2 separate regions of the Mus musculus genome follow, and region 2 is linked to region 1. Evidence: chromatin contacts called from public Hi-C data. All regions are on one chromosome and are shown on one strand. The core of a region is the stretch at or near the end of the contact, and the rest is flanking DNA. Distances in the headings are between cores, read along the strand shown.

The links. Hi-C and Micro-C count contacts between places; a contact is called where the count stands out from the background.
Region 2: a Hi-C map of bone marrow-derived macrophages shows a contact between it and region 1, with 36 read pairs. The contact joins the enhancer-like site here to the promoter of Abcg4 in region 1. A contact is called at or near these places in 11 of 39 promoter capture datasets (the 3T3-L1 cell line, the C10 cell line, the HPC-7 cell line and 7 more), 17 of 484 Hi-C or Micro-C datasets (B cells, CD4 T cells, ECoMG-derived neutrophils and 11 more), 6 of 115 datasets of contacts at active chromatin or transcription factors (SST interneurons, bone marrow-derived macrophages, embryonic stem cells and 2 more) and 4 of 9 other capture datasets (adipose tissue, embryonic stem cells, liver and 1 more).

Annotation. Positions count from the first base shown.
Region 1 is chr9:44,286,920-44,289,619 of GRCm38.p6, forward strand. It overlaps Abcg4 (ATP binding cassette subfamily G member 4), which reads right to left and starts at 1,325. Exons shown (of 15, transcript NM_138955.3): 1 at 1,095-1,325; 2 at 297-546. The coding sequence starts at 534.
Region 2 is chr9:44,167,745-44,170,444 of GRCm38.p6, forward strand. It overlaps Cbl (Casitas B-lineage lymphoma), which reads right to left. Exons shown (of 16, transcript NM_007619.2): 4 at 1,276-1,432. Among named protein-coding and RNA genes, the nearest start is that of Mcam, 34 kb to the left of the region's middle. Within about 2 kb of position 1,412, at least 28 of the 459 cell types and tissues checked have an H3K27ac peak or open chromatin away from gene starts, as enhancers often do. A contact at or near this core is called in B cells, the HPC-7 cell line, bone marrow-derived macrophages and 2 more, where this site is marked.

The DNA of each region.
Region 1 (2,700 bases), core at 75-2,574:
GACTGAGAGAGAGAGAAGACTGAGAAAGAGAAGACTAAGAGAGAGAAGAGACTGAGAGAGAGAAGACTGAGAGAGACTGAGAGATTGAGAGGTCATAGGGTCTATTTAGAAGAAAAAGCTTCAATAGCTGTTTGAACTCCCATAGTGCTGGCAGATGTGGGGAGCAGGGATCTTGTACCTCAACTGCAGTTGTGCAGTGAGGGTTAGGGCCCACAAAGCTCGCAGAGTAGGGTATCCCCAGGACTTATGCTCCTGGAAAGGCAACTCAGGGAGAGTCCCATGGGGCTGCCACCTACCCCGTTTGCGCCAGCAGGGCCCCTCCCGCACGGAATAGGACAGTTCCACGAACTCGATGTCCACAGCAGAGCGCTTGGGCAGGTGAGAGAAGCGCTGTGCTTCTGTGATATGGTTCTCCACCTTCTTTAGGTGCGTGGTCAGCACAGGGGGCTCTGCCCCGTCCTCCAGTGTCACAGCCATGGCCACAGCCCCAGGGCCCAGTCCACAGCCCACGGCCTCCAATGCCTTCTCCGCCATCACGCAGCCGGCCTGCAGGAGAGGGCCTGCTTAGCTCCGGGCAGACCCTCCAGCCCTTGCTCAAGGCGCCATAGCTTTCCGATGCTGCCCCGCCTCCACTCCTCCCACCCCAGCCTCCTTCTCCGGGCAGATCCCCCAACTGTCCGCACCCCTTTTCCCGCCGGGTCTTATGCACTCGGGCAGCACACACCCGGTGGTGCAGTGACACTCAGTTGCGACCTCGCCTCGTTCCTTGGCAGTCTCAGCCTGGCCTTGCTCGCCTGGCCCATCGAAGCTGTGCCCGCTCCTCCCTCCCCGCCGCGGCCTTAATCTCCTTACCCCACAGACAAGCAGTCCCTGGGGGCCGGGCGAGGGTAACCACCCGCTCGGAGGTCGGGGAAGCTAGGAGGCACAGGGTGGGCCGGGGGAGGCTCTGGCCTCGGCTCCGAGCCCCTCTCTGCACGGACTGGCACCGCTCCTCGGCCGGCCTCCCCATCCCGCTCCTCCGGACTGTTCCCCCAAACAGCGACAGACCCCAGACCCTCCAAGCCGACCCTCTTGTCCCCTGCTCGCCTGGTCACCTTGACGCGTCTCCGGCCGCTGCGACGCAAGGATGCTCAGCAGAGATGCTCAACCGGGATGTTCGACCCGGATGCTCAGCGTTGCGGCGCGGGAGGTGGACACTCCGGCTCTCTTCACCTGCCTCTGGCTGCGGCACCCGCGCCCCGGCTCCCTGTCCCGGTGGCCCGGGCCGGGGCGGGGCTAGGCCAGGGCGGGCAGTAGAGGAAGGCAGGGCTCGGGTCAGAAAGGATGACACAGTTGCGGAGAGATGGTTGAGGTCCCGCCGCGATCCCACTTGGATGAACCCGCCGGGTTCTCGTAGTCTGGTCCCCAGCGCCTGTCCTCTGGACCTAGTCGGGCGGCAGTGTTCTCTTCCAAGCTTCTGCTCGCTGGTCCTGCTGCTCTTAAAGGGCCCGTACTGCCCCTCACTCCGCGAGTAGCAAGGATGGAGGTGGTGAAAGCTATGCCTGCAGAGTTGGGGCCCGAATGGGGCCCTTTTTTGGACCTAGGACTGAGGTCAACCCGGAGGTCACCAAGGGAGGGAGACTTGATGTTACTCAGAGAGGCAGGTCCTTGAGCGGTAGGTGCCCAGGGGGGTTGGGAAGCTGTCGGTCTATCTGCATACACAAACCCCTCATTGCTTATCTCTTGCAGTTCAGCTTTGGAGCGCAGCCCCACCCAACCCTAAAGTACAAAGGACTTGAATGTATAATTCTTGAGACTTTGAGACAGCCTCTCACGCCTCTTCACATCCCCCCTCTCTAAGGGCTCAAGAGGACACTAGTTATGAAGAGACAGGGGATAGTAGTTATGACAAAGCCTGCAGGCAGCTCCAAGGTTAACCTTGACCCAGTCACAGCCTGCTTTGGCCATCAAAGTCTTTATTCTATTCGACCAGCCAGATTCAGGTCTCCAAGCCAGTATAGGCTGATCTAAGAGGCTGCAGTCCATACATACACAAAGCTCTTCAGATTCTGTCTTGGACGGCTTTTCATAGACATGGACATTCTCTCTCACCTACAAGCGTGGCTGGGTCCTCAGAGCGCTTACACCGCCCCCGCCCCCGCACCCCGCCTACTTGCTTTGGCCCTTTCTCAATTACTCTTGGCTCCTGCCTGCCCTATCCTCTATTTCTTTAAGGGGTCAGTAAGTCACGTGACCTGAGCTTTTTAGTTCCCGCCTGTCACATGCAGAGACAGATAGGAGGTAGGTAGGCTTAGGTTCTGGGTACTGCTTCCACTGCTACTGCAGCGGAAGATGCTAATAATCCAACACCAGCCCCCAACCCTCGCCCAAACCTCTCTGCAGCCCAGGAAACTAGCGACCCTGCAGGACATGTCCACACCCACCCTGAGACTATGAGGTTCATGGGGGTTTGGGATCCAATCTTTCCCAATTTCCCTTCATCCCTGTCTCACCTATGGTCATTCCTCAGGACCAATCTTCGAATTTTCCAGATGGACCCTCTATTCTTCAAGTTAATCTCCAATACCTCATGATAGACAATACCCCAATGATTGCTTTGTATGTAAGCGCGCGCGCGTGCGTTAGGGTCTCACTAACTCAGGCTGTTGCTGAGGCTGGCTTTGACTGCCCAGTCTTCCCCCTCTCTTGGGTGCAGTGACT
Region 2 (2,700 bases), core at 162-2,661, 120 kb before region 1:
ATGGTGGTACATATTGCAATCCCAACACTCTGGAGGTAGAAACAGATGGGTCAGAAGTTCAAGGCTAACCTTGGATATATAACAAACTTGAGTCTACTCTGGGCTACATACGATTTTGTCCCCCTCTCCAAGCCCCCAAAAAAGAGAGAAAGAGTTGAACAACAGAAAAACAAGTTGGACACACACATCAAAGGAATAAAAGGATAGGCTTTGAGCCCAGCACCTTTCCAACTCTTGGGAATGCCTTCCTTATCTTTCTTTTCTTCTTAATCTTCTTAAAAAGTATCTCTCAAACTTATTGGATGACATTTGTATTTGCATATGGGTTTTATCCAGGAGAACATGGGCACAGGGTCTCTTCTCAACACAGAGCACCTTCTCAAGGATTTTGGTTCTCAAAAAAAGGATCACTACATAAATTTAAATAGCCAAGGTAGGGATGATTCTCTTAATTGGCATGAAACTTTTGCTCCTCTATATTTTCTTTTTTTTTCCTTTTTTGTTTACTCTTCTCTCATATATTACTTCCCAACTACAGTCTCTATTCCCTCCTCTCCCCTTCCCTTGTTTTTAATAGACTCTCTATTTCTGCCACCACTTGCCTACCCCAAAGGGATAAACTATATCCCTTTCTGTCAGTTCTATGACATTAAAATAATGTGAGAGGATATTCAAGAACAACCAAAAAGACACAAGACAAAAGATTATATAGCCATTTAAAATTTTGTTTTGTTTGAGATGTCTGACTGTGTGTACACGCATGCACACACATATCTGGCTAGGCTTGGAACTTACCTTGTGGTTCAGGCTAGTCATGACCTTTTATTCTCTTACCTCAGCTTCCCCTGGTCTGCTATTACAGGAAACGTGCTATCATGTCTAGTGAGTTTTGAGATATTATGTGTGTGTGTGTGTGTGTGTGTGTGTGTGTAATTTATTTTATGTCTAGGAATATTTTGCCTGCAAGTATGTATGAGTAGTACATGTACGCAGGATGCCCACAGCTGAGAACAGGGCCATTGTCTCACCTAGAACTAGAGTTACAGTCACTATGGGAACTGAACCAGGGTCCTCTGAAAGAGCAGCAGGTGCTGTCAGCTTGCCTCTAACTCACTCTATAGCCTAGGCTGGCCTTGAACTCAGCAATCGTCCTGCCTCAACTCCCTAAGTGGTAGGATTATAATTGCAAGCCACCATATTCAACTTTTATCTTTTTTTAAAAAGAGCTTTCTCCTTAGAAAAATAGCAGGTTAGTCAATGACTTTAGAATCATACCTGAAACAGCCGTGTAAAAATATCAAATTCAAAGACAGAAATATAATCATTGCAGGTCAGATCAATAGTGGACTTCAGAGCCATGGCCTCCAGCCCAGAACTGATGGGATGCACTTCATGCAGGGCCTGTCGAAAGCTCTTCCACGGGACTATCGTCCTGGGAGGGATGGGTGAAAAGGCACGGTGAGAACAGGCAACTGCAGACACTACCATCATCAAATGACACCAAGCAAGACACATTAGGCTCCCAATATTAACAGCAATTCTCTCACAGAAGCCAAGTTATATTTAGACTAAGAACAGAAAGAAGGAAGTAAAGGATGTCTGCTGACTTCCTAATGAGTAACAGAGATGGTTTTCTACAGTTTCCTGGCCAAAACTATCACATATTGATCCCTTTTTCATCTTCCTACAGCATTTGTTCCACCCTAGAAGTACAGGAGAAAGATGAGGTCATGCCTTGTTTTATCAGTTTTACCATCGAGACCCTGGTCAGCCTTAACTTTCCATCCTCCTTCTCAGCTTCACCATGCTGAGAGGAGAGGTGCAGACCACTACACTAAATTTTCCTCAGGAGAAGAAGTCCCTCTACGTAGGCTTGGCTAGCCTAGAAGTCAGAAAGATCCACCTGTCCCTCCCTCCCAAGTGCTAGAACTAAGGTGCGCCATCCTACCTGGCTTTATCTGAGCTTTGAAAATCACACCAGTTCTTATTTTGCGTAATAGACTTTTAATTTTATTTTTGTAGTGTTGGGAACTGAACCAGGGCCTTATGTATGTCAGACCAGCAGTATAATCTTTATAATTTTAGCCAGACATTAGTGTTTTGGAGGGCAAAAAAGCTGACCAGGAACTTTTGTGTTGCTGCCTGGCCTCAAACAGATTTCCAAGTGCTGGAGTTATAGGTGTGAACTACCATGCCTTGCTCAGCATTAACATTTTTTTATTAGTACTATTTTTCCCCCTGCTAAAGACTGAACTTTGGGCATGGATTCTAGGCAAGTGCTGTGCAGAACAAATCTCTGAGTTCCAGGCCAGCCTGGTCTACAGAGCAAGTTCCAGGCCAGCCCGTAACCTCACACAGAGAAACCCTGTCTTGTAAAGCACCAAAAAGGAAGAATATAAACTCATACAAAGCAATTATGCAATACTCAGTGGGAGGGGCAGGTAAAACTCCACAATTTACCAATAATATTCTTAGCTATATAACTAAGGAGAGATTCTAGCTTACAAAAATAATTATGACCCTGCTCACTGTTTGCAACAGTAAATAATTTATAGGGCGAAAGAGTTGGCTCAGTGGTAATATCAGGTACTACTCTCCCATAAGACACAAGTTCAAGTCACAGAACCCACATCTAGCAACTCACGACCAACCACTTGTAACTCTAGCTCCAAGAGATCTGACACCCTTCCTGGCCTCTGC